7 separate regions of the Mus musculus genome follow, and regions 1, 2, 3, 4, 5 and 7 are each linked to region 6. A link is a contact called in public Hi-C, HiCAR-type and HiChIP or PLAC-seq data. All regions are on one chromosome and are shown on one strand. The core of a region is the stretch at or near the end of the contact, and the rest is flanking DNA. Distances in the headings are between cores, read along the strand shown.

Evidence for each region. Hi-C and Micro-C count contacts between places; a contact is called where the count stands out from the background. HiCAR-type assays count read pairs that join an accessible place to other places. HiChIP or PLAC-seq counts read pairs in DNA pulled down with a chosen protein or histone mark.
Region 1: a HiCAR-type map of embryonic stem cells shows a contact between it and region 6, with 10 times the contacts expected there. The contact joins the enhancer-like site here to the promoter of Micalcl in region 6. A contact is called at or near these places in 3 of 39 promoter capture datasets (the 3T3-L1 cell line, liver and stem cell-derived epiblast-like cells), 1 of 15 datasets of contacts at CTCF or cohesin (the NIH/3T3 cell line), 4 of 484 Hi-C or Micro-C datasets (the N1E-115 cell line, embryonic stem cells, muscle stem cells and 1 more), 5 of 115 datasets of contacts at active chromatin or transcription factors (the NIH/3T3 cell line, embryonic basal ganglia, embryonic stem cells and 2 more) and 1 of 9 other capture datasets (liver).
Region 2: a contact with region 6 is called in an H3K4me3 HiChIP or PLAC-seq map of embryonic stem cells, with 16 read pairs. The contact joins the enhancer-like site here to the promoter of Micalcl in region 6. A contact is called at or near these places in 3 of 39 promoter capture datasets (3T3-L1-derived adipocytes, liver and trophoblast stem cells), 4 of 484 Hi-C or Micro-C datasets (cerebral cortex, liver, nephron progenitors and 1 more), 11 of 115 datasets of contacts at active chromatin or transcription factors (embryonic basal ganglia, embryonic forebrain, embryonic hindbrain and 4 more) and 3 of 9 other capture datasets (adipose tissue, macrophages and pancreatic islet).
Region 3: a Hi-C map of embryonic fibroblasts shows a contact between it and region 6, with 7 times the contacts expected there. The contact joins the enhancer-like site here to the promoter of Micalcl in region 6. A contact is called at or near these places in 7 of 39 promoter capture datasets (the 3T3-L1 cell line, 3T3-L1-derived adipocytes, the HPC-7 cell line and 3 more), 7 of 484 Hi-C or Micro-C datasets (the HL-1 cell line, adipose-derived mesenchymal stem cells, cortical neurons and 2 more), 1 of 115 datasets of contacts at active chromatin or transcription factors (the NIH/3T3 cell line) and 1 of 9 other capture datasets (liver).
Region 4: a FOXA1 HiChIP or PLAC-seq map of pancreatic cancer cells shows a contact between it and region 6. The contact joins the promoter of Usp47 here to the promoter of Micalcl in region 6. A contact is called at or near these places in 10 of 39 promoter capture datasets (the 3T3-L1 cell line, embryonic stem cells, frontonasal cranial neural crest and 5 more), 1 of 484 Hi-C or Micro-C datasets (the HL-1 cell line), 10 of 115 datasets of contacts at active chromatin or transcription factors (bone marrow-derived macrophages, craniofacial prominence, embryonic forebrain and 7 more) and 2 of 9 other capture datasets (adipose tissue and macrophages).
Region 5: an H3K4me3 HiChIP or PLAC-seq map of embryonic basal ganglia shows a contact between it and region 6, with 8 times the contacts expected there. The contact joins the enhancer-like site here to the promoter of Micalcl in region 6. A contact is called at or near these places in 14 of 39 promoter capture datasets (the C10 cell line, cranial neural crest, embryonic stem cells and 8 more), 34 of 484 Hi-C or Micro-C datasets (the C2C12 cell line, LSK cells, the P5424 cell line and 16 more), 10 of 115 datasets of contacts at active chromatin or transcription factors (the NIH/3T3 cell line, VIP interneurons, astrocytes and 7 more) and 3 of 9 other capture datasets (adipose tissue, macrophages and pancreatic islet).
Region 7: an H3K27ac HiChIP or PLAC-seq map of the NIH/3T3 cell line shows a contact between it and region 6, with 7 times the contacts expected there. The contact joins the enhancer-like site here to the promoter of Micalcl in region 6. A contact is called at or near these places in 5 of 39 promoter capture datasets (the 3T3-L1 cell line, 3T3-L1-derived adipocytes, liver and 1 more), 2 of 484 Hi-C or Micro-C datasets (the N1E-115 cell line and nephron progenitors), 5 of 115 datasets of contacts at active chromatin or transcription factors (the NIH/3T3 cell line, embryonic basal ganglia, embryonic hindbrain and 2 more) and 2 of 9 other capture datasets (adipose tissue and pancreatic islet).

What each region holds. Positions count from the first base shown.
Region 1 is chr7:112,805,613-112,809,499 of GRCm38.p6, forward strand. The region is part of intron 2 of Tead1 (TEA domain family member 1); the gene reads left to right. Among named protein-coding and RNA genes, the nearest start is that of Tead1, 130 kb to the left of the region's middle. Within about 2 kb of position 2,054, at least 109 of the 459 cell types and tissues checked have an H3K27ac peak or open chromatin away from gene starts, as enhancers often do. A contact at or near this core is called in the N1E-115 cell line, embryonic stem cells, liver and 3 more, where this site is marked.
Region 2 is chr7:112,840,672-112,844,623 of GRCm38.p6, forward strand. Tead1 (TEA domain family member 1) reads left to right here. Exons shown (of 13, transcript NM_009346.4): 4 at 1,369-1,431. Among named protein-coding and RNA genes, the nearest start is that of Rassf10, 110 kb to the right of the region's middle. Within about 2 kb of position 1,495, at least 98 of the 459 cell types and tissues checked have an H3K27ac peak or open chromatin away from gene starts, as enhancers often do. A contact at or near this core is called in adipose tissue, cerebral cortex, embryonic forebrain and 5 more, where this site is marked.
Region 3 is chr7:111,974,715-111,978,108 of GRCm38.p6, forward strand. No RefSeq gene overlaps it. Among named protein-coding and RNA genes, the nearest start is that of Gm33204, 33 kb to the right of the region's middle. Within about 2 kb of position 1,892, at least 51 of the 459 cell types and tissues checked have an H3K27ac peak or open chromatin away from gene starts, as enhancers often do. A contact at or near this core is called in the HL-1 cell line, the NIH/3T3 cell line and embryonic fibroblasts, where this site is marked.
Region 4 is chr7:112,021,578-112,025,184 of GRCm38.p6, forward strand. Usp47 (ubiquitin specific peptidase 47) reads left to right here and starts at 1,929. Exons shown (of 29, transcript NM_001357952.1): 1 at 1,929-2,169. The coding sequence starts at 2,131. It also overlaps Gm3960.
Region 5 is chr7:112,881,963-112,885,917 of GRCm38.p6, forward strand. The region is part of intron 10 of Tead1 (TEA domain family member 1); the gene reads left to right. Among named protein-coding and RNA genes, the nearest start is that of Rassf10, 70 kb to the right of the region's middle. Within about 2 kb of position 2,124, at least 111 of the 459 cell types and tissues checked have an H3K27ac peak or open chromatin away from gene starts, as enhancers often do. A contact at or near this core is called in the C2C12 cell line, VIP interneurons, astrocytes and 8 more, where this site is marked.
Region 6 is chr7:112,373,117-112,376,595 of GRCm38.p6, forward strand. It overlaps Micalcl (MICAL C-terminal like), which reads left to right and starts at 1,741. Exons shown (of 10, transcript NM_001381862.1): 1 at 1,741-2,253; 2 at 2,899-2,973.
Region 7 is chr7:112,719,325-112,723,074 of GRCm38.p6, forward strand. The region is part of intron 1 of Tead1 (TEA domain family member 1); the gene reads left to right. Among named protein-coding and RNA genes, the nearest start is that of Tead1, 42 kb to the left of the region's middle. Within about 2 kb of position 1,502, at least 151 of the 459 cell types and tissues checked have an H3K27ac peak or open chromatin away from gene starts, as enhancers often do. A contact at or near this core is called in the N1E-115 cell line, the NIH/3T3 cell line, pancreatic cancer cells and 2 more, where this site is marked.

The DNA of each region.
Region 1 (3,887 bases), core at 804-3,303, 430 kb after region 6:
GTATGGGGATCCATGGTATCTTTGGTTCTTTGGCAAAGATTATATGTGTGATTTTCAAGATGTTATGAGTGTAAATTGGATACAGCCCAAACAAATAAGTGATCGAGACGGGATAAAAACTAGTGTGGATTCAGAGTGCGTCTCACCTCTCAGCTGCTCAAACTTCAAGCTCATCACTTGATGTCATGCAAGAGAGAGAAAGAAATTATTTTTCCTGTAGGGCTGCTTTAAACATGAACTGGAAGAAATTTTGTTTAAAGGGTTAGTGCTGGGCCTGGCAGATAAAAACCCATTATTCATATTGCTGAGCAGTCGGGGCTCAGGTTCATGGGCTTGGGGATCAGAGCCTAGGGGTTTCTGACTCAAGTCACAGCTCCCATGTTTTTCCTTTTTAGAATGCACTTCAAAGGCCGTAGCAAGTTCTCCTGTCACTGCAGACTTGATTTCCTTTGGGCTGTAGCTATCCCCATAGCTTAAATTCATAGAGTAACTAAAGCCCAGGAGGGAATTCTTCTCAACCCTCTGTCTCCGAGAATCCCCTTGGTGGGGTTGGGAGGTGCCACTCTTGTGATCTGTTGTTATTGTTTTGGAGGCTGTGAACCTTCTGGGTAGAACCCAGTGGAGTTTCCTGAGTGCAGAAGAATTGAGTGAATCAAATAATAACATTTAGACTCATTATCTCCAGTGACATACGACTTCCCCGGCGTTATCACTCAACCTGTATAGTCTGACTCCAGCTAGCCTGTGAGTTCTCAGTGGGGTACTGCACCTTCTGATTGTCTGTCTGCATCCCTTGCATAGCAAGGAGACTGTCCTGGCATTTTCTGAGTATCATAGATGAAGTAATAGGCTCACATCTGTGTCAAATTCAGAGCCTTAAAATTAAAAGTCTCTTCTTTGTGCTTTCAACTGTGCTGGAGCAGGATAGCGTGATCAAAAAGGAAAGCCATGTAAATGAGGGGCTTGGGGACACTGCTCTTCAGGGAGGGTGGGGATTTGAACTTGGATCTGCAAACTCTGGGTCCTGAGGTACCCACTTCTCTACCTTGCAGCTTCTTCTGGAGACTACAGGAGGCACCAGAAAGGTGAAGATTACCCACTTCCATGTTCAGTGAGAGAATGAGGCAGATCTGAGGTCCCATTTCTCTGAGCCCTGGATAAACTCTCATGGACATGCTATTTTGTTGTAGGCTCTCTTTGTGTCATGGTGACTTGGGTGGATGCTTTGGTCCCTCCCCCACCCCTTTGGCACAGACTGTTCTATCCCAAGCCAGTGAGGCAATAAATGAGAGAAAATGACCCTTCCTGGTCATAGAAAGTGGCAGCTGGTGAAACCTGAAGACTGTGTGTTCCAGAAGGAGAGGTGGCCACAGTAGAGTGTGAGGCTCTACTCACACACTTTGCCTGAAGAATGTTTACCTTCTTCATGGTTGTCAATAAACGGTCCTGCAAACCCAACCTTGGCTCTGTGTATGTGTCTCCTGCCTGTGTGCCTGTGTAGATGCCCAAGGTCCATGTTGGGTGTCTTCCTTAGTGGCTCTCTGACCTTATTTTCTGAGCCTGAGTATCTCATAGGGCTAGAGTTCACCATTCAGTTAGACTAGCTGGCCAGTGAGCTCTGTGTGTCCTGTCTCAGTGCTGGGATCTGGGCCTCACTCCCACACCACGGGTTAGGTGCTATGGATTTGCTAGGTCCTTCTTTCTGCCTGAACCATCCCCCTAACTCCCAGCTTGACTCTTAAGGGCAAAAGGTGCCATTGCTCCAGGGCCACTCCATGGATGGAGACCTTTTCCTGGCAGACACTTGATTCACAAGGACGCTAATTATCCCTTCTTCCTCCGGCGGCTCCTCAAACAATCATCCCGCTTGTTTAGTGCACAGTGTGGTGTTGGAGAGTTTGGCCTTTTTGTTTAACTGTATGTTCATATTGTTCTTTATGTACTTAGTTTATAGCTTATGCAGCAGACATTCCGGTCAATTAGCTTCTTGTCCTGCAAACTGGGCGCTGCTGGGCTCCTTTCTTCCTATGCTGTGTGGGTTGGTTTCAAGTTACAGGGTTTTTATTGGCTCCTCTTTGCTGAACCCTGGTTTCCAAAGCCTGGTGTTTATGAGCTGAGTTTCTTAAAGGTACAGTTTCCTTTTTTTTTTTAATGAGTTGCAATGCCTAGCACATTTGAACAACAAAAATGAGGATATGAGGTGTATTTGGAAGTGTGTGTTGTATGTCTGTGTTTTAAAAGGAACATTCATTAATAAAAATTTTAAGTGAAAGCTAGGAGGAAATCGGCTCAAGTAGTGGATATAACCCTACCTCCTACTCACAGCCCCATTAAAGACAGACTCTCACGTATTATTCTGGCTGGCCTTCATTTGTAGACCAGGCTTACCTCAAAACTCCACAGAATGGAGAATGATCAAGAAGACATATGGCATTTGGGTCTCCATATACATGTACCTATATACATGCAACACACACACACACACACACACACACACACACACACACACACACACACACACACACGACTCTAAGTGAATGAGTCTCACCTTGGGTTTTTTTCTCATTAGTTTCAGTCAGCCCAGGAAACCTTCTTCTTGATTTTCATTTTTTCCTGTTCACTCCACATCTATCTTCTCTTTGGTAGGATTCTTGCCTTTTGTTTTCATCTTGGGTTTTTGGAACCTGCCTCAAACACTTGGGAGCAAGATGGAGTAGAATGAGCTGCTTAAATTCTGTTTTGTATTAGGCACCAGTTCTACAGATGATACCATTATGGAATGTACGCAGCATCACTGAAAGTTTGTATTGCTGTTTAAATATTGGAAAGAAAAATTTATGTTTTTCCCCCCTTTTCACTTTCTGGTTGATTGTTTGTTTTGACACAGTCTGGTGTAGCTCATATAGCTGAGATACTGGCCTTGAACTCACTCCTGCTCCTCCCATCTTTACCTCCCAAGTGTTGAGATTGCAGGTGGGCACCGCCATGCCCACACCATGCCTTCTGATGCCTTACTACCTTCACTTTGTTGATGCTGGTGAGTGTGTCATAGTGCAGGTGCATTTGGAGGTATTGTTTCAGGGTTGTCCCCCCAAACTGAAGCACAGCACACAGCATTTTACACTGGTCTATTTTGAGCCAGAATAATACCCAAGTTTCTACACGATAGTCTTGGCTATACCATTGACTTCCCACAGTTTCTCATGGTACCCAGCCCAGAAAATCTATGAGAATTTAGGAGTTACTCATCCCAGCATCTCCTTTCTATTCCCTTGTAAGTTCTCTTTGAGTTTCACTCATTGGGGGAGACTCTTACCCATCTCACTGGGGACTGCCCTGGACATGGAAGGTAGGTTGGAGGTGATGATACAGAATTCTTCTGAGTCATTAATGCCAACTGTGATTGGAGCATAAGGCACGTCTCATCCCAGTGCCTTTGTGCTGAGGGTTTGTTCTTATTCTTGCTGATTTTGAATATAAATTGGTAATGTTCCTTAATGCCCTTCTAGATTTGTGTTCACTAAGCTCCGTTGTTGCACGAGAAATGATGAGGTATGAACGTGAGGTCTGCAGCTCCTTACCACCCCTTGGTAGACAGGATTCACAATGTACAAAACACTGGAGTCAGCGTATTCCAGTACTACCCTACCCCGGTGTCTGTACCTGTCTTGTTCTTACACAATTCCTGAGATAGGAACATAACATACGGTGTTACCATCAGATTGCAGAGACCATTTCCAGTTCTCTGAACCACCCAGTATGGCAGCCAAGGGCTTTTAATGGACAGTTTGGATGAGGGAGAGGTTTGCTGAGATGGGTTTGTGGAGGTGTCTTGAGATTGAGCACTCAAGAGGGCTAGGCCCTGGAACATAGATAAAGTCCGGGAG
Region 2 (3,952 bases), core at 245-2,744, 470 kb after region 6:
GAAGGAGCGAAGAGGATGGGGGAGCCCTGCTTCCCTGGAAACGGGAAGAAAGGGAATTATCGAAACTCAAAAGACATTTGACTACCAAAAGATCTTTAATAATCTGGAGTCACTGGAGAGTTAGAAATGAGGTGACTGCCACAAAGCCCAAGTCACTGAACTTGTAATGGGAAGGTTCAGAGTCTCCCAATGCAGACACCGCGCTCTCCTTCCATCTCAAGTGCTGAACTGGCCTGTTGGCCAGCACGCTCTGCTCACTTGCCCAGTGACCCCTTCACGGGGGGATCTTCTAAATGTAATCAAGTCCCACTGAAATCGATGCGGTTTTGCTTGCCCAGTGGAATCACTGTGTTAGAGGCCTGTCTGGCAGTTTTTCCACACCCAGCATCACCCTCGGGGTGCCTGTTGGCCACAGTTGGCGACACCACTCTAGTGTTGTTCAGCAAAGCTGAGTGGTTTTTCAGACCAGATTTTTAACTGGCTGGCTGGTTGTATTCACACATCTCTTTTTGTAATAATATGCAGATCCACTTGGCTCCCAGGCGATTCCCAAAAGTGTGGAAGGATTAAAGACATTTTAAGGGGTTGGGGTGGGCGGGGAGGCTCTGCTAACTGGGTCCCATTTTTCTTTGAGATCTAATTTATGTGCCGGTATTATTTCAGCATTTGCCACAGAATCTAGAGTCCTCCAGGAGATCAGAATCCAGCTCACAGCCTCAGCTTTGATTCTGTAGAGCATGCTAATTTATGGACAGTCCTCTCTAAATTGAGGAAGGGGAATTTTCTTTCTCTCCCGATACTGAGATGCTGTAAATATTTTAATTTATCTCTACCCCCGCCTTTTTAAAAATTTCATAAAGAAAGCATCCCTCCTCTCTCTTCTTATGGCTCTCCAAATAAGGTTTTTCCCAGCACCCACCTCTCATCTCTCTGGGTGGGAACATGGAGACGAGCCTGCCTAAAGTTCTGAATCAAGTCACTGCCACGAGGACCCTGTCCATAGAGCTTTAGAGAGGTGCTGGGGGCTTGGTGTCTGGCTGGGACTGTATGTTCCTAACTGCAGAGCTTCGTTGAGATGCAAATAACCTCCCCTACCCCACCCCTCCCAAGGAATAGCGATTTTATATTTGATTTCCTTTTTTTGTTTTTGTTTTTGTTTTTTTTTGTTTTCTTTTTTTCTCGTTTTGTTTCCCCCGCATAAACCCGAAAAATGTAGGTGTCTAGTCATATACAGGTCTTAGCAAGAAAGAAAGTTCGAGAAATTCAAGCCGCCATTAAGGTACGTCTGGCTTGCCCAGTTGTAGGGGGCTTTTCATCTCCATGGTTACAGGCTTTTCCTTTGTTTTCCTCCCTTCCCCTACCCTGCAGGTGTCTAGTCACATTCAGGTTCTTGCCAGAAGGAAATCTCGTGATTTTCATTCCAAGCTGAAGGTATGCGCTTTTCTGCTTTTTGGCTCGTGGTTGCTATGCACCTCACTTCCTGTTTTCCATGGTGACTGGTGAATGCCTGGCGCTGGGATTCTTGTAACCTAGCTTCCTAGCATGTGAGGGCTGTTTACATTTCTTTGTGTCTAATCTCTCTGTTTTTGTACGGGCCTCACGTTAAACTCTGTGTGTGCGCGAGTGTGTGCAAGTTTCCCAGTAACAACGCAATCGCAGTCGCAGCAGAGAGCTGATCTCAATAACTTCAGCACAGAAATGCAATTAAAAGAAGAAAAGAAAAAGAAAAAGAAAAAAAAAATCTTCTAATAACTGTCCTGTAGCAATTTGAGAATCAGCTAATGGATAGTCTAGTATAACCTTAAAAATAAAATAAAATAAAAATAACTGAAAAGGATGAAATTGTCTCCAGTTGTTGTGAAATGACTTTTATAATACATTTAGCACTGATTCTAATTTATGGTTTTGGATTTTTAAAAAAAAAAATTAATGTATCTTTTTTTTTTTTAAAAAGGGCTGGAGAGATGGCCCAGAGAACCCTGGTTTAATTCTCAGAATCCTTATAGCACCTCACAATTGTCTATAACTTGAGTTCCAGGGGATCCAATGCCATTTTCTGGCCTCTGCCAGCAAAACACACATATACATAAGATAAATAATAGTAATTTGAGAAAATACATTTTTATATGTATCTCCTTCAACACAAATTGTCTTCCACATTGTCTGATATGCTGTTTTTTTAGTGGGTCTCCTTAGTAGAGAAAGCTAAACCAGACACTGTGGCTTATACCTGTGATCCCCGTAGAAAAGAGGCAGGGAGGGGCTGGTGAGATGGCTCAGTGGGTAAGGGCACCCGACTGCTCTTCCGAAGGTCTGAAGTTCAAATCCCAGCAACCACATGGTGGCTCACAACCACCCGTAATGAGATCTGGTGCCCTCTTCTGGTGTATCTGAAGACAACTACAGTGTACTTACATATAATAAATAAATAAATCTTAAAAAAAAAAAAAAAAAAAAAAAAAAAAGAAAAGAGGCAGGGAGCATGGCTACAAATTTATAATGAGATACCATCTCAAAAATACAGAAGAGAGCGCTGGCATGGTGGTGCATGCCTTTAATCCCAGCACTCAAGAGGCAGAGGCAGGTGGATATCTATGAGTTCCAGGCCAGCTTGGTTCACAGAGCCAGTCTAGGACAGCCAGGGCTCTGTTACACAGAGAAACCTTATCTCAAAAAACAAAATAAACACAGAAAAGAGAGAAATAAAGAAATCTGCAGATATGGCCACAGGCAAAAACAAAACAATAAGACAAAACCTAACGATGGTCTTGAAGATAAGATAATCAAGCCTGCTTCATGTTGAGCTTTTTTTTTTTTTTAAATATGGGGCACCATTTATAACCAAGAACCATCCACAGTAAGAAATAACTAAATACAAATTTAAAAATTAAGGCACTGATCATTTTAAATTCCGAGTTGCTTTTCCTGCTCCAGTTTAGTGTGCCTGGCATTTACTTCTCTGAAATGGGGTAATTCAGAGCCCCTTGGGAAGGTCTTTATTTACTATTTATTCATAGTAAAACTTAGTTTATGATCCTATTGTTGTTATTCTCTTGCATCCTTCCCCCACCCACTTACTACATTTGTGGTTTTGTTCCACAACAAAACAGTGCCTGTTCTTGGTGCTGAATGCTGATACCCCTCCCCCACAACCCTTCAACATTAAAAATACAAACCAGGATGCCTGACATCGTATGACTAGGTAGGAAGGAGCATAGGCTATGCGCGCTGCAGTGGACAGCATGCTTGCTCGCTGGCTCGCATGTGTGGCTGATGGTGGCTGGCTTTGAGCTGCACTGGCTGAGCAGTTGGAAGGCTAAAGGAACTTTCTAGATCTTGCTTTTTAACCAGAGGTGCTGTACTCTCTACATGTATGTAACGACCCCGGGGCTTGCTCAAGTTCTCACTCTGATTCTAGTTCTCTAGGCTAATGAATTAACAATGTACAAAGAAGTCTACAGATACCAATTTTGTATTTCCATCTCTGATGTTACAAACTATCTCTCCACTGTGTGTGTGTTCTCCATAGGCATATGGGGTGGGAGTGATGGTGGGGGTGGGGCTGGGGTTGGGACCTGAATGGAAACCTCAGATGGTAATTTAAAAAAAAAAACAAAAACAAAAAAAAAAAAACCAAAAAAACTGTGTGGCTGGGCAGTGGTGGCACACACCTTTAACCCCAGCACTTGGGAGGCAGAGGCAGGCGGAATTCTGAGTTCGAGGTCAGCCTGGTCTACAGAGTGAGTTCCAGGACAGCCAAGGTTATACAAAGAAACCCTGTCTCCAAAACAAAACAAAAACAAAAACAAAACAAAAAACCCAAAAAACTGTGTGACTCAGAAGAGATCCTATTGAGGTATGAGGAATCACTTGGCGGTTTTCAACTTTAAATAAATGTCACGGTATTATACATAACACCCATATTCAGACAGATAATGTTGTTTATATAGTT
Region 3 (3,394 bases), core at 642-3,141, 400 kb before region 6:
GTGAACAGGCATGCACATTGCGGGAAATGCCAAATGACTGGAGTCAGATACTAAGATAATACAGCTAGAAGCCAAAGATTGTCCAGGATTAGCAGCAGAGCCTCTTAAGCAAGGAGAATGGTATGGAGTAAATACTGCCCCCTCAGACTTGAGGGGCACCTTAAACCTGGATTTCTAGCTTCCAGAACTTCAGGAAAATCAACTTTCCTTAAAGTCATCTAGCTTGTGGTATTGTTATCAGCCTAGCCAGCTGACAGATTCCCATTCCAAAGTCAAAGATGTCTGTCTCCTCTAACCTTGGCCACATCAGCTTCTTAGGGCAGAAGATAACAGAAGTTACCTGGACTCCAACGGCTGCGCCACCACAACCCAGAAACCTCTTCCGAGGCTTTCTCCTGTCACCCCTCCTCACTCCTCTTCCTCCACTTCCTGACAGGCCAATGCCAACTTTAATGCCCAATACTTTTCCATTACTAGTGGTAACATTTTGAACAACTAGTTTTTATGAATCATTTATAGACCAAGCATCTTTCAAATAGCATCTAATTCAACATTCACAACTCCCTTGGAACAAAGTGTTTTCCCCCATCTTACAGATGAGAAAACAGGTTTTTTCAAAGTTAAGTAACTTGTTCAAGGCCACACATAAAAAGGAAATGGCAGAACCAGAAATTAAACTGGTCTATCGGGTCCCAATCACTAAGTCACTGTTGCCTCTTACTAATTCTCTGCAACCAACTCACTTACTTGCCTTCCCCCTCTGAAGTCTTACCAAAGTGCACTACTTTTTCTCAACCCAGTCTAAGGAGCCTGTGGACTCTCCCTCACAGCCATTTCCTCCCGCAGGCCAACTCTGAACTTCTACCCAAACATTATGTTCTTCAAACGTCTGTCCAGAATGGAGCTTCTCCTTCCAAATATGATTTGCCCCTGTTCTTCCCAAGTGTGTCCTCAGTCTACCTAGCACCCAGGCTTGGGAACTTCATGCACTTCATTAAGTTCTGCCTTTTGATCCTTTTAATAATCAGCTTATTAATTTTACTCCAAGACATTTCTCTAGGGTTCCTTCTCACTGATCATCCTGATTCAACAGTACTAATGGATGCTGAGCATCCTGCCCTTCCCTCACCCATCCTATAACTAACCCTCTCTAGGACACCCATCCACTCAGGTTGCTGATCTCAAGTCCAGGACTTGGAAACAGCTCTCTTGAAGACTTGAGTTTGGTCTCCAGAACCTATGTGGAAAAGCAAGGCTTGTGGGCTGTGCTTGTACTCCTAATGCTTCGGGGAAGAGACAGGCAGGTCCCTGGGGCTTGTTGGACAACTAGCTTAGCTTATTTAGTGAGCTCCAGACTAAATAAGAGATTTAAATCTAAATGAGAGATTCTTGCTTTCTCAAACTCCATAGTTTCTCTCTCTCTCTCTCTCTCTCTCTCTCTCTCTCTCTCTCTCTCTCTCTCTCTCTCTCTTTCTCTCTCTCTCTCTCTCACACACACACACACACACACATGAAAGCACCCACACAAACATGTACATGCACACACAAACCCACACATGCACACACATGCACAAGCATGCACACACACAAACACACACAAATGCATAACACATTCACCACAGACACAAAGAATCCAGTTTAAACTCCTTACACAGGTAAAGATCTACCCTAGTCCACCTTCCTGATGTCTATGAAACAAAACTTCCAGAAGTTCTGCATACACTTTGGCATTCCTCCTAACAGCCCCCAAGCTATCCCTCCTGCACCTCTAATCCTATCAAGCTTCGTTCAGATGTTCTCTCCAAAACTTTGCCTCAGGTGCTGAGTCAGTCATGAGTGTGTCTCCCTCCTCCGAACTTCCTGCACATGATGTCATGTGTGTGAGTCAATGTGGCTTTCTGCAGTGATTCAGCTGTTTGTCTGTACATCTTATAATCCACACTAGATGTGAGTTTCTGCTGGACCATGATTCACCTTGGTATTTGACAAACTTAACACAGACCCTAGTATGGGGCAGCTACTTCTTAGCTTGATTTTTCTGTTTTGGTTTGGTTTGGTTTGGTTTGGTTTGGTTTGGTTTGGTTTGGTTTGGTTTGGTTTGGTTTGTTTTTCTTGGTTTGGTTTGGTTTGGGGTTTTTTTGAGACAGGGTTTCTCCTGCTGTGGTGGAACTCGCTCTCCCAAATGCTACGATTAAAGGCATGTGCCTCCTGCCTGATTCTTAGCTTAATTGTTAAGGACTCTTTTGATATATGACTGCCAAACTACTTAACAGAGGTCAGAGCAACTAAGCCTTTAAAGTACATTCAAATAACCACCCACAGCAGGCGACCTGGCTCACCCAGGTCCCTGGATGGTCTAGCCAGAGGCTGTCCTGATACAGTCCTGTGGGGCGCACTCTAGGATAAGCCACCCCACTGGTACCAAACTCGTTTTCTAGTATTTCCCACCACACCCTGAAAGGTAAGAACATGCCATTACCCATCGTCACAGGCCAGGCTACAAGATGCTAGGTGGAGACTGAACCTCTCTACCATGATGAAAAACGATAACTGGTGCCAAATTACTCGCTTGTCAGACTCCATTCGTCTCTGTTTCTCAAGCTACTTCTGTACCCAGAGGCCTCCATCAAAAGGCTCCAGCTTGTCCCTGGAACCTGGGTTCAGGGAAAGTTCAAGATTGTGCAAAGACAGAGGGAACCTCCAAAGTCTAAACTCATGAGAACGATAGGCAATCCCCACTAGTCCTTCATCCAGAGCAGAGCCAGGGTGGGGTCTGGAAACAAGTTGCTATCTTATCTCTGTATACTTGAAAGTCCTGGGATAGGAATAGTTCCATTCTCAAGGCTTCTGGATAGCACAGAGAATAATCTAAAACAGAAGATCAAACGGTCAAAAACTGGAAGTTGGAATTTTTTAATCAGATCTGGTTACTTCCCATTAAAGCAAGCTAGTCTAAAAATGAGCAGAAATCCATTATTCCCATCGCCTGTACTACCCAACAATATTGTTGTACGCATCAAAATTGCTGATAAAGTAGACAGAGTTTATATATATATAGATTAGATATAGATATATGTCGCTCACATGACAATTGTACGTAGGAGTCTAAGGCATAGGAGAGGAGGCTGAAGATGTGGTCAGCAGGCTTTATATACAAAATATTAAACCTTTACCCTGCCCAGTGATAAATTACGATTATTAGGAAACAAAGTTTCAGAAGTAATATCCCAAGATCACATAGCTTCTAAATGCCAGTCTTTCTAAGGCAACAGGGAAAGTAAGAGAACAGTTAGTTTTAAGAGAAATGAGATATTCATAGAGGCCCGTGGTCAGCTGTACATTCCTAGATAATGAGACAAGAAGCTAATGTAGACGCAAGATGCCCTGGGAGCCA
Region 4 (3,607 bases), core at 679-3,178, 350 kb before region 6:
TTAGAACAATTTACATTTCAATAGTCAAGAGAATCTTGATGCAGTATTTCTTAAAAGTCTATGATGAAGTTTCAAACATTTACATATTAAGGCTGAAGAGATGGCTCAGTAGTTAAGAGCACTTGTTGCTCTTACAGAGGACCCAAGTGACTCACAACTGCCCATAACACCAATCCCAGAGCATCTGGTGCCTCTTCCAACATCTGTGAGCTGCATGGTTGTGGTTCATGTACACTCTGATACACACAAAATAAAAAATAAAAAAAATTAAACACTCTTCCCAAACTCATCATATGTATGCTTAAACATGAAGACAGACTTTTTTGGCCTTTTCAGAAATCTGAGTAGTGTATTTAAAGAATTTTTAGTCTACTTGGATTTTTGTTTTTATTTTGTTGATTGTTTTGGGAGAAGGTATTTGACTGTTCTGGGAGAAGGAGGTAGGGATTGAATTCGGAACGCTCTGTATGCTTGGAAAGTCCTTCACCACTGCAGCCCACCTGTTAAAACATAAAAATTCTAGTTGACATTAGGAAAGATGGAAAATTAGTAGCTGAATTTCAACAAAACCCTTTGTATGGCTGGAAGCTGAAACAGATAAAAATGAGCATTGTATTAGTAATAGTAGTTGAAAATGCACTTCTTCCATTAGGATCAAAATCTTTGTGGGTTACCTTTTTCAGCTTATGACAGCTATTAAAGCCAAGTACAGAAATAACCTGAACACTGAATCAGATATTTTAATAAGTGTTTCACAAAGAATTAGCTTTTAAAAAACTAATGAAACCTAGTCAATCAGAGTGCGTTCACTAAATATTTTCAGTAGGGTTAATGGATTTTTTTATACCATTACTACTTAAAATCTCGTTTATTTTAAATGTCTGTCTTTGCTATAATTTTTAGAATTTGTAGATGTTTTACAGTGCCACAAATAGCAGAATTCTAATAAATCTTACATAACTGTATAGAGAGCTTTTCTTGGGTGTGGGGTGTTCAATAGTAACAAGTTTGGCGAACCAATAGCATAGGTAAAGGAGTTGGCGCTGTGGATGCTGGGTACATGGCACAATGGAATTAACTCAGCAGGCTGTAAGAGGACTAGTTTGCCAAAAGTCTTCATGAAAGACGTCTCACTGGGTCTTCATAATGGAAGGAGTGCGGTGAAGGAAAATGACTAATAGGAGATTTGTTTGGTCAAACACATGGTATTTACCGTCTGGGGAGATTACAAAAAAAAACATATTCAAAAGGACAGCACAGGTTGAAGCGCACCACAGCTCTGCTCTCAAAAGGCTCCCTCAGACTTGGCCCTGTAGGAGGATGACAGCAAGCCACCCAGAAGGGTGCAGGGGAGCACCTCTAAGTGTAGTGACCCCTCTTTAAGGGGCTCCAGGGGCTAGCTGATGGGCACCGAGGTCCCTAAGGAGAGTGGGGCGGCCACGAAAACATGACAGACGAGGACCAGAGCCTTGAGGGCGAAAGCCAGAAAGGCGATTTCTCTACAAGGCGCGTTGTTTACCAGCTCGAGGCCAAAGGTTCCTCAAGTGGGGCTGCAGCGGGGTCGCTGGAGACCAGGAAAGAGTCTGGGGACTGCAGGGCTGAAAGGGGGGCTTTGAACTGGAGCTCGTTCGTGACGCAGGGGCCTCGTCCCTCCCTCGGCCGACAGAGGGAGCCGGAGGATGGGAGGACCGGCTTCCCCGTAGTGAAAAGCGCCTACACCGGCTCTCAACCAGCGTAGCGCGGCGTACCCCGGGGCTGAGCAAGAGGTGAGAAGATCCCGAGCTCACGACGGCCGCCTGCATACCCCAGGCGCCAGACGCCGGGCCGCGCGCCCACTGCGTTGAATTCTCGCGAGAGCGGCGGCCGCCATTTTTCCATTGATTGCCGCGGGCCGGGGGAGGGGCGGCGGCGGCGGCGGCAGCGGCGGCGGCAGCAGCGGCGACGGCGGCGGCGCCCTGGGTCGGTGTCTGCGCGCTGGTGTCTAAGGCCTGAGCGGAGGCCTCCTCAGTTGCTGGAGCGCAGGCGGCTGGGAGGATGACTGTCGCTGCCGTTCTCTCCTGAGACACAGCCGCCGCCACCTCCACCAGGCCCCCGCAGGCAGGGCGGAGACGAGCGGTCGGAGTCTGAGCGATGGTGCCCGGCGAGGAGAACCAACTGGTCCCGAAGGAGGTGAGGGGCCGGCGGGCCAGACTAGGCCCGAAGCCTGCGGTCCGCTCGAAGTCGTGCAGGCCCCGAGCGGGAGGCAAGGCTAGGGCCGGGCAGGCGTGGGGCCGGGTGGACGGTGGGCGCGGCGGGCAGTTGGAGACCGCTGGTTCCCGGGGCCACGTAGCCGAGGGAGAGCTCCGGCTGCGAGGGGCTAACGCATCAAAGACTGGACCCGAGGAGTTGGGTTCTGCTCCCGGGGGTGGGGGGGAGTATTGCGGAGAGAAAGTGGCCTTTGAAGTCCAGACTTCACACACGTCGAGCCGAGAGAGTTAAGAGAGATCGTTTCAAAGAAAACATTCTGGAACAGTTGCCCGTGGGCAGGACGGGGTGACGGTGCTGCTTCTGGGGTTTGACAGCGTATAGCTTACGGGGCTTGTGAAATCGACACCTAAGTTGAGATCTGTGGGAGGGCAGACTTAACTGTTAAAGAGTTGTCGGTCTCCCCACCCCCCTCCCCCCAGCCTCCATTCCCCCTCCTGTTACTTCGTAGTACTATCGGCCAGCCTAAATGGGGCCTACCCAGGATCGTTGAAAAAGTAGTTAAGTGGGGCTTGAACGGGAGGGTAAGAGATAGCCGAGTTAATTTCACCATATGGAGAGACGAAACGTTGTTTTTGTGTGTAATTTTGGTCTTTTTCTGGTGTTGCCAACTTGGGTGACTTAAATTCTTAAAAGCGAGTGACATAAGACTCCCGGACTTCTTGGCTTCCCTTGAACAGTCAGTAGTAGAAGATTAAAGGTAGAATCCTGCACTGGCCAGTGGATTTCGACATATTAATAGTCCGTTGGCTTTATAAATATCCTCAGCATATTCAAACATGTATTTTTAACTGCTGGTCGTCAGGCTTAATGCTTTGGACTTTTATATCTCATATACCTTAAATAGATGCCAAGTGTTAAGTTGAAATTAGGATGGTAGGATCTTGATATTTATACACGATCATTTCGGATTCCTAAATGTTTAGGTTTTGTTTGTTTGTTTTTTAATTGTAGCAATTTGTTGCTACACAGACAACCCCTGGCACAATGCAAAGTGACTTTATTTTGTACCTGAATAGTTAAAATTTCCCATCTTTCCTTAGATGGATAATAAGTTGATTTTTAGGGTTTTGTTTTGCCGTTTTGAGGTAGGATCTTACTATGTGGACTTTGAAGTACAGACTTGGCTGGCTTGGAACTCACTTGTAGATAAGCTGGCCTGGAAATTCTTAAGAGGTTTCCCTGTCTGTCTCCCCCGATGCTGGGATTAAAAGTGTGTGCTATCAAACTCAGTGGAGTGCCTGTTTGCTGTTTAAGGCTGAGTTGTGTGTGTGTCAGTATTTTATCTGTCAGACATCTCTAAGTCTCAGTACAGCAGATAAGCACGAACTAAAGATCTTGCCTCTGGAACAGTTTCAACAAC
Region 5 (3,955 bases), core at 874-3,373, 510 kb after region 6:
AACTCACTATGTAGATTAGTCTAGCCTTGAACTCATGAAGATCTATCTGCCTTCTTCTGCCTCCCAAATGCTGGGATTAAAGCTATATAACACCATGCCTGCATAACCACTTTTTAAAGGAATTTAAAAAGTGAGGTTAATTTGGGAACCATACAGATGTCAGAGAATTCTGTGAACCTGAGAAAAGGTGAGTCAGTTATCTGACCTGTAGAAGCCACATAGAATCTCTTCCTTTGGGAGTTGCCTAGAGCACGCTGGGAGAATCCCTCTGCCAGCTGCTGGCCAGTCCTCAACTGCGTTCTCTCCTGGATCATTGGGCTGTGTTTGCTAGCAAAACTGAGGACAGGGTGCAGCCATTCCTGTGTGTGTTTAAACATTATCACTGTCTTAGGAGAGCTGCCACTGAACAGAGGGACAGACAGGGACAGACAGAGGGGCAATGTCCTTCCCACACTTGTTTTGTTTTTTGTTCTTGTTTGTAGTTCCATTAAAACCGAGTTGACACCCTTAGTCACAAAGGAACCCTCTAGTCTGTTGGATGCTCAATCAAGATCCATTATCACCACTCTGTCTCACATTTAAAAGTAGGGGGCTAGAGAGAAGGCGGCTTGGAGCGTAGCAGTTGAAAGCATGAACTGCTTCTCCAGAGAACCAGAGTTCAGATCCCAACACCCAGTCGGTGACTCAGCACCACCCGTAGCTCCAGCTCCCACAGATCAAACACCCCTGGCTTCCCTGTACACCTGCACTCATGTACGCAGTCGTGCATGCACACAGTCAGGAAAAGAATAAAAATTATAATCTTTTGAAAGTAATACAAGTTAGTTACAAGTAATTCAAGAAGATAAAAGAATACGATATAAAATGTGAGACAGACTCTAGGCCCAGTTACCTGTCAACCCAGTCTGAGGGTTGTACATGGATGGATACAGTATTTGTATACAATTAGGACATTTTCTTACAGCAGTCAGCATTTGAGGATATGTCTTAGTTTTTGTTCTTTTTAGTAAAGATGACTCATTAGCATTAGTAGAATTATTGGGGGAGTAACTAACACTGAGGCCTTCCCATTTAAATTTAAATCCCAGAGCTAGTGTCTATGAGATCACTGGAACGCTTGTGTACCAAAGTACTGGTGATGTGTATCTGCCATGCAGGTTTCACTGGGTAACCTATAGCTTATTCACGTACAGCTGTTATTTCACTGTGTGTGATTGGTTGCCTGGTGGTTGTTGCTTATTTAAGAGGGACATTTCATGGATGGAATGTCCCTCTTAAATAAGCAACAACCTGGGAAAGTGGCAGCATTCTTTGTACACTGATGAACTAGGTAAGGTCAGGCCACCTCCGCTGGACGCCCAGGACTTCATTACCTGGCTCAGTTGGAAAGCAAGCAGTCTGAACAGAGACTTAGTTGGTAGGGCTAAGACCTTGAGTCTATGACAGTTCCAGCCTGAAGCCTACAGTGGGTCCTTACCTGGAGTTGTGTGGGTAATATTAATTGCATTTTTGTAAATGAATACTTGCATTGGTGGGAAATTTGCAATGCAAACAGACAGCCTTTTCAGACGAGGCTTATTGTAATTAGAGCAAGCTTTTAAGATTCTTTGAAGTACTGAATGTTTATGAAATTCAAATGGGGGTGTGCAGTCTGCACAATAAAGGGTCCCGGTGGTGTTTTTAAAAATCGTCTATTTTGTGGATGTAAATATATGCCATAATTAGTGGGAAGTAAGTTGAAGAGCTAGGCTGGCTGAGTTTATTCCTGTTATTCTTATTTAAAACAGCTGTGGCCTCTGCTTCAGTGGTGTTGTGTCAGGGCACACAGACTCCAGTGAATGGCTGCACTCAGGGGCCCACTTCCCTGCTGGCAGCCCCTTCCTTCCCTGTCCCCATAGGCAGGCTGTCTAACTGGAGCGGTGTCCAGCACAACGCAGGCCTCCCCTGCCCAGACCCCTGAATCCTGTGGGGTGGGCATGCAAATGAAGCAGTGTGGGAGGGCTCTGGGGCTGCCAGCTCTCTCCAAACCTACCCCCTCGCTCCCTAGTTAAGCTCAGTCTCTCAGGGCCCCTTTGCCCTGTGCAGAGCAATTGTCCTTTGGCGCCTGTGGGAGCAGCTGCAAAGCCCGCAAGGCGTGCCCTGCCTGGCCTAGCCTCACCATGTGGCAGGCCTGGACAGCCGCCCACAGCAAGGCCCAGCTCCTGGTGCCGCCTGCCAAGCAGCCAGATGCTGCCATTGGGAAAAAATTGCTTCACAATTTGAAATCTTGGTCCTTTGATCATGGCTCAGAGAGGATGCAGAGGGGAGATTCAAAGTGGTGGTTTGAAAACGGCCCATCCATCAGTTCCCATTACACTGGCTCTTGTCAAGGACAGTCCTGGATGGTTTTCATTTCTATAACCTCATAATTCCTGCCCAGCCCTCTGCACACTCAAAAATGAAGGGAGATAAGTTGGAAGGGTATGTCCACAGGCTGCCCCTGCCCCTTTATGTCTTTACCTTAGGGGTTCTCTCCTTACTCACCCAGCAAGCTTTGCCTTGTTAGCCTGTGACACCGCCAAGTGTCCTTTCTATGTGGGCTGTCAGCTCCCTTGTAGCCAGTTCTCCAGAGGCCACAGGGTTTGCAGGGACAGTTTCTCTGTCCTTGGCCCTTTGCCCTGTCCCCTCTTCAGGGTCTGGATCCCACACACCTAGACCAGGCTTCATTTTAAAGATTTTTTTTTTCTCCCTACCCAAGACAGGGTTTCTCAGTGTAACAGTCTGACTGTCCTGGAACTCTCTTTGTAAACCAGGCTGGCCTTGAACTCACAGAGATCCACTTGCCTCTGCCTCCCAGGAGCTGGGATTAAAGGCATGGACTACCACACTGGACTGATAATTGCATTTTTCATGTTTGCCCCAAAGCACAGGTCTCCCCCCCAACCCCTAATCCATGAAATTGAACAGTGAACCATAGCTTTGAATAAATAGGTATATTGAATAAGAGGACAATGAGGAGAAGCCATGCCTTAAGTGTCTCATGTAGCAAAGGCTGGCTTTGAACTCCTGATCCTCTTGCTTTTGCATCCCATGTGTAGATTATAGGCATGTGCCAACATTCCTGGTTTATGAAGGCAAAAGACTAAACCTAAATCCTCATGCATAGTAGTCGAGCACTCTCCCGACTGGGTTACATCCCCAGCCCCAGCGGTATATTTTTGTTGGTATATTTTTGTTTGTTTGACCTGCCTTTGACACCTGCCTCTGCCCCTACCCTGCTTTCCAGAACTTGCCTACAAACAGATCTTGGAGCCTTTAATCCACTCAGCGTGTTAGTAACTTCTTTTTTGTTGGTTTCTGGAGGAAATTCCATAATGTGTCTCTGCTCATGACTTGTGGAGAGTGGTGGGTTTGTATCTGTCTGAGTAGTTACACCTTATATGCCAGATGTGTCATGGAACTCACAAACCAGGGAAGCATCCTGCTTTGTTTACCTGGGAAAAAGCCAGCCTGCTATTTGCACCCATGTGGACTGAATTGATGGCCATCATCATGTTTATTGATTGTACTGGGGAAGGTGTCTGTAGATAGGACTTGAGGCTCTGTCCTGGTCAGTGTTTTGGTTGTGGAGTTAAAAGAAGTAGTGGCCGGTGCTTCATCAATACAGCAGCTTGCAGCTTGCAGCTTGCATGTGCATTGCTGTGCTCCAGTCCCCACTGCTCCACAGCAGTTGTTCATGTCACTCTCTCTGGTAAAGATGAGACATGCGAGGTCTCGCTGCCCGTGCCATTGTTCTGATGACAGAGACGAGGCAGTGACAGGTGAAGTGGCTCCTGGAATATCTGGACTAGATAGAAGAGAATCTAACACCGGGGGAGGCTTAACGAAAATAGATTTGTAATTTGAGCCTAGGATAGAGCCTGCTGGAGAGACTGGGAGAGACTAGGAGAACTCAGCGAAACTGAAGAGAGGGTCT
Region 6 (3,479 bases), core at 491-2,990:
GGTATGCAAACCTGTATTCTCAGCACTTGATAAGCAGAGGGTGGAGGGTTGCTGCTAGCCTGAGGTCATCCTGGTCTACACAGCAAGATACAGGCCAGCCAGCGCTACATAGTGAGACCATATCAAACACAAAGGAAGAGAAAGAAAAAAGGGGCGGGGGGAGAGACAGAGACAGAGTCAGAAAGAGACAGACAGACAGACAGACAGATTCTTTTGCTGAAAAGTGCTGAATCCAGAGGGAGCAGGAAGATTGTAAGATCCAGAGAACTGGGATGTTTTCAATGAGATTGTGTTTCCTAGTCATGTCAGATGCTACATCCATGAAGTCTCACCAACATGACTACCTAAACGGAAGCCGAGTTAGGACATCCACATGCCAACGTGGGTGGGGGGAAAGCCCATGTGGACTCAACCCTACACAAAGAACTGGAGTCAACTAAGGCGTGCTGAGAGGGGAAGAAAGAGTGGGAAGAACACAAGACCCCATTGCCCTGAAAACACACATACGAGTAATATACAAACAGAGCAGGTTATATTTAGGAATGTGTGTGTGTGTGTGTGTGTGTGTGTGTGTAACAACAATTATTGGGGGAAAACCGAGGCCATGAATTTGAAAGAGAGCAAGGACAGGAACATGGGACAGTCCAGAGGGCGGAAAGGGAAGGGAGAGATGATGTGCTTATATTATAATCTCAAAATTAGGAGACCAATGCTGCTGCTCACTTGGGCCCACAGGCTGATACAGAGCAAGGAAACCCGGCCTTTCTACCTGAATTTGCTTCTGTCTTTGTCCAAGCTTTGGGCCAGACTCCTGAGTGTCAATCACTTCAGAAGCGTCTGTGTTGAACTAAGTGATACCCGCCCCATCTCTCCCACCTGCCAAGGTTGAAGGCATAAAGAAGAGAGTGATCCTGGCTTACTTTTAGCCCTTATAGAGTCCTGTTCCAGGCCCCCAAAGAAGTCTACAGGTTTCCAGTCACTGTTCTAACCTACAGTCACTCCTTAGATTTCAGAGCAGCAGAGCATGGCAAACGGTCACGGTGATGAGATCGCACACAGCCCACCCCCAGCCTCCATGATCATGAGAAGGGCGTGGCCTGTTCTCTCAAGCACTAAGATGTTTCTTCTAGTCACTGTGCAGAGCCAGAACAAAACACTGATTAACCAGCCCCACCTGGACTTTGTTCTCTTGCCTCCTGACCCAGATCTTTGTCTATTAAACCCAGAGCTCACATCAGCACTCCAGAGATGGGCTCAAATGCTTGCTTTGTGGTGTTTAAAATACTTAACCTGCATTTTCACAATGGCGTCTGCTCACTTTCTCTGGGAAAAGCTTGACATATGGGTAAAACACCATGGCCAGGACAAACTTAGAAAAGGATGGATTTATTTGGGCTTACGGTTCCAGAGGGATGAGAGTCCAGCATGGCACGGAGGCCTGACAGCAGGCGGCAAGCAGCGGTGGCGGCCAGAGCAAGAAGCTGGGAGCTCACCTCTCCAATAGCAAACACAAAGCAGAAAGTGAACGGGAAGAAGGGTGAGGCTATACATTCTCCGAGTCCAGCCCTCTCAGTGCCCAAGCATTCAAATACCTGAGCCTCCTGGGACATGTCTCGACCCAAGCTTCACAGAACCCATGGAGCCGGGCCTCTGACCTAGGACTCTTATTATATTATGACCTCACTATGGTGAAACTATGCCTACGTGGCCTATTACCACCAGTGGGGCACTTGAGCCATCAGTTCCACTATCCCACTGAGGTTAAAGCAGAGACCCTAAGGAGCTGAAGGTTCTGGTCCTGAGAAAGGAAACCCAGGTAGTGGCTGGCATGGCAGTGCTCAAGTCAGCTCACAGGGGTGGGATCTCACAGGGGTGGGATCTCACAGGGGTGGGCTGATGTCTAAGTGAGGTGAGAGAACATTCACTGGAGAGGTGTTGGATCCAAAGAGTTCTGTGTTCGAACCTTCCCTGTTCATTCTCCCACACCCAGACCCCTCCTGGGGGTCTCTTCCTCCCCCATACCTCCCAGTTCTACCTTCTGCCCCTCACATGTGCGCTCACGCCCCTCCTTTCTCTATGATGGAAGCACGGGGGCCCGTGCCTGAGAGCCCTGCACAGGAACAGGATGCAGCTGGATGCCACATCTGTTCTGAGGTTCGGGGCGGCCAGTGCCTGTGCTCAAGGCCCAGCCAGGCAGAGGGGAAGCACACAGGGCCCTGCAAAAGTGCTTCCGCAGGAACCCAACTTCCAGGAGTCAGTTCTCACTTTCTACTTTATTGGGGCAGGGTCTCTCCTGATGTTTCTATTCTCCCATCTCACTGTAGGACTACCGCCATTACAGACACATGCCTCTACAGCCAGGTTACTTTTTGAGATTGGAATCTAATTACAACATTTCTCCTTTTCTTTCCCTCCCTCCAGACTCTCCTAGACAGTTCTCCCTCCTCTACTTGAAATCATGGCCTTTTTCCTTAATTGCTATTGCATGCATATATGTATTTGTATCATACAGATATATTTCTAAAAATAACCTGTCTTGTTTATATAGTGTTACTAGTATGTGTCTCCAGGCCTGACCAGTTAGCACTGGGCAACTCATTAATGTGCCCTTTCCTGGGGAAGGCTTTCCTTCCTGCTCCCAGCATTTCATCTGGGTTGCAGGGAATCAAACCATCTCCCCAGCCTCCTATATAATTATTTTATGGACGTGTGTATGAATGAGTGAGTGAGTAAATGAATGAATGAATTAATGAATAATGGGAGGGGGGTCAGAGAAGTACACTATGATAAGAAGTGTCTCCGCCCATCCTAAGCATCTTCCTGCTAACTTTTGGTGAGTAAGCCATGGGAGACAAATTCCTCCCCTACACAGCTAATGGTCTCTTACTCCCTCCTCAGCTCTGCAGCGGGCCCATAGCCTCCAGTCTCCAACTCCAAGCAAATACCAGAACTGGAGAAGAAGATTCCAGTCCAGTGAGTCATGGGCAGGGGGAGGGGTGGGGGAGGGCAGTCTCGCTCATTCCTTACATGGTATCTTCTCTGGCCTAGCCTGGAATCCAAGGGCAAGGAAAACTGTTAGCTTGACTTGATTTCCACTGCTGGCTGTAATCATTGCCGAGGGATTTGGGAACTCTCCATTCCTCTCCCTCTACTCGGAAATCCCAGCACCTTAAGATTCTGTAGTTTCACAGAGCTGTAGCAGCTATGAGCTCCAAGTTTGAAATGAGAAAGGGAAACTGAGAGACGGGTGCTTGGTTCTGTCCCAGAAACTGGACTAGATCCCAACCCCACCCCACCTCTGCTTTTGGTTCTATGCCATTGTGACCAAGGCAAGAAGATAGCAGCTTGCACTAGAATATAAGTGTGTGTGTGTGTGTGTGTGTGTGTGTGTGTGTGTGTGAGAGAGAGAGAGAGAGAGAGAGAGAGAGAGAGAGAGTTTATTTCTTCTCCAGATCTTGGCCCCGGGTGAGTTTCAGAGC
Region 7 (3,750 bases), core at 252-2,751, 350 kb after region 6:
TGGGTATTTAGATGTCTCTCCTCCCCCTCCCCCCCCCCCCGATTTTATGATGTTAATAAATGATACTTTGAGATGCAGACTTACTGTGATTGTAGATTATTTTCTTAGGGTCAGTTTCCAGAAGCAGGATTTGATGAGTTAAAAGACAAAAGAATTTTTTTAGTTCTCAATGGCTACTGACTCCTAAGTTGTTTTCCAGAGGAGTGTCTGGAGCTCCACTGTGCTGCAACATTGTGGCCCACTGCAGATGCTGAGTGTTTTACAAAGGCTTGGGTCAGGGGTGCACGTGTTCAGTTCTTTCTTGGATCGTGGAAAGGTTGCATATGGCTTGACTTATTCTTCTTCTTAAGCTTTTATTTCCTTTGCTTTTTATGGGCAGCTCCTAGCTAGCTAGCTCAGGTCAATTTTTTTTCCCCCTATGTAGAATTTTTTAGATTCCGGGATTTTACAGATAAAATACAAACCAACTAAATTAACAACTGAGCCCAAATGTCCATCTGTATAATAAATACTTTGGACATATTTTATGGTTGGATTAGCTGTTTGTGATCTTAACTTCCTTACAGGTCACGAGTTAATAGGGTGACATTCGGAGAGTTGGGGGTCTTTTCCTCTTCTTTTTAGACTTCTCTTTGTTCTCCCCCCACCCCCCCGCCCCGCTCCCATTTCCTGTCCCCACCCCCATGCACTATGTTTGTGTCTTTGGAGATAAAAACATAAAAGGAATGGTTTTTAGTCACACGCCTTCAACTCTCTCACAACGCAGCTTTCCTAAATGATGTACTATAGACTGAGAAGAGAATCGCGGCATTGTAACAAATAGCCTGTGACTAAAGCAGGAAATCTCAGAGAGGTGTGTTTGAGGGTGTAATCCTAGCTGGTAGTATGGGGGAGTCTGACGTGTTTTTCAAGTTGGTCTTGACTCACCCTGTTCTTTCTGGAATGTTTGCTATCCTCAGTATGACAGCGTCGCCTTGATGACAGGCTCTCTCACTGGGCCATGCATACCAGGGCCCCAGAACTGGTTTGCTTATTTGCCTGGGGAGAACTGTGGAAACACCCCCTGCAAGGGGGGGGGGGCTTGCCACAGCAGCACTCAGCGTCTGACGGGCACTCGGTGACTGGGCTCCAGGCTTGCACTGGGGATGCCAAGGTTAGGTCTGGCCTCACAGTGCCGCCCTCTCCTCCAACCCTCCCTCACTCCTCCCTCACTTAATGGTGGCCGCTCTACCTGGGTGATGCTGGCCGGGTGCTTGCCTGGTGGGAGAATCTAAAGTTGGCAGTGTAGCCGGGTGTGCGGTGGCTCTGTTGCTATTTAATTTGTTAATGAAACACGGAGCCCATCCCCCCTCCTGCACACCTCTCCGCTGTTTGCGATGAGGCACAATTAATTTATTTGTGCTGTCTGTGGAGGCGGATGGCGGCTAATGCAGTGAGGGCTTTTATCTTTACGTTTGTAATGAAGAGGAGCAGGCTGCTGGCAGATTGACAAGGCTTACAGATGACTCACTAGCCGGCTGCAGATGCTTTCTTCTGAAATAATAAAATGTGCACTCGCAAGCCGGGTTCCTGCGTGAAACAGGCAGAGCTGGTTTGGGAAAGTTCATGCAGAAGAAAGAAGAAGAAAAAGGCGGGAAGCTCCCTGTGGGCTGCCTGGCCCGACTGGCTGGACTGGGGCAGGGCTCCTCTTGCCCTTTTTGGAAGGGGAACTCCTAGCCTCCCCTCCCTGCTCACTCTCCAGGTTGGCTCATTTCTGTTGCCGCAGACACCATGCTCACAACCACCTCTCTTGGGGTCCTATCGTGAATCACGTGGTGAGGCCTGCCTAGGAGGCCCCAACGTTTGCAGCCCATTTGCTCTCAGCCTGCAAGTGTATCTGGGGTTCCTCTGGCCTTTGTGTCTCTGGGTCTGGGCTTTGGTGGTGGCCTTGTTTATCATGAGTGACATTCTGTCACCTACTCTGACATAACAGTTACTATAGCAGTTTATCTAATAACTGCTACTTAATTCAGGAAAACTGCATTTTCTAAGTTGGAGGCATGTGGACTAAAATGACTATTCTCTTGACTTTCCAGTTGGGATATTCTGACATTGAAACGTTTTGTGAGTTGGATTTGTTTTATTCCTCATTCTAGAGATGAGGAAATGGAGATGGGTAGAGATTAAAATAATGTGTCTGTAATCACAAGGGAAGGTACTGACCTTGAAAGCCAAATGTCCAAAACTTGACCTTAAGATCTTTCCATGACACTGATATTCTAAGGATGAAATAAAACATTCATAAATGGCTGACCATTGCAGTTTAAGAATTAGATGAGATTATCTATATATCTATATATATTTATGGTATATTTCTATAGTTCTGTAGGCTAGCTGGAAACCACAAGATACTTAAAAGTTACCTTTTAAGCGTACCTGCAGTTCATGTGGTTTAGGCAGGTGGATTGTCCTGTGTTCGAGATCAGCCTGGGCTGGACTACAGACCGTGACCCCTTAGAACCAATGGGTATGGGGGAAAGCTGAAAGTCTGCTATGGGTCTGAGAAATGCATTGTAAAGTATACTTAAGTACTGAATCAGTTGCAGAGGGCCAAGTGTCAGCGTCCAGTTGCACCTGTCTCCTGTGCCAGCAACACAGACATGAACATGTTATCCTAACTGAGCCAGAAGGAGCTATGGGGATCTTACAGATGGAGCGACTCTGAGGATACTATTCACTTATCTAACCCATGCATGCCCACAATAATCAGCTGAGCTCCCACCGGGCTGGGAGACAGGCTTAGGCTGTGAGCAGAACATGCAGGCCTGTCTCCAAGGAACTTGCAGTCAGTGGAGGAGAACACAGTTGAGCAGGCACTGCCATGGCCAGTGACAGGAACAGTAATGAAGAAGTTGGGACATTCGAGTGCTCCTAGTAGGGTAGAGGGACATTGAGAAAGAGGCACCATAAAGGAGTGGCACTGACCAGGAGACTTGAAGGCTTTTGCAAAAAATTAAACATTAGGTTTTTAGATGTAAAAATTTTCTACCTTACAATTCTCAAATTCAGCTAATGTCAGTTGTAAGTAGGCATGGCAAGAAACTGCTGAACCAAGCCACCCTGGACGGCAAAGCAGACCTGCTGAGCTGCCTGGGATAGTGGAGGACAGCATTCCACAGCAGGGGCTCAAGCTGCCTGGTGATGGTGGGAGACCCGAGCAAACACCATCACAAGAATCTGGTTTACTGACCATCTGGTCAGCTCATTGATTTTTTTTTTTTCCTTGAAAAAAAAATCTGAGGAGATTGGGGCCGTTGTCTGAGATGAACATTGGAGGTCAGAGGGCTGAGGAAATGGGGGCAGTTGTCACTCTGAGATGAACAGTGGAGGTCAGAGGGCTGAGGAGCATGAGCCAAGGGCCTTAGGAGCCCTGGGTTGAGGTTAGCTCCCTGTGGTTGGATTTTGTGTGCCAGCACTTACAGATATTTAATCCCCTCTTCTACCTGGCTGGTACTTATACCCGCTTAATTTGGACAACTACCCCAGTCCAATCCTCTGGGAAGCAAAGGTATTTGGGGTTATCATGTACTGTGGAGGTGGGAGGTGGGGTAAGGGGCTGGTCTTCAACAGCCTATGGAGGTGGCAGGATGTCTAAAGGGTTGAAAGTCAGGTGGACCTCTGGCAGCATCCAGAGACTGGGCAGAAGGTGGCACTAAGGATGAGCTTAGTCTTGGTGGCATGGATCTCAAGTGTTTGTCTCCTTGTCTGAGT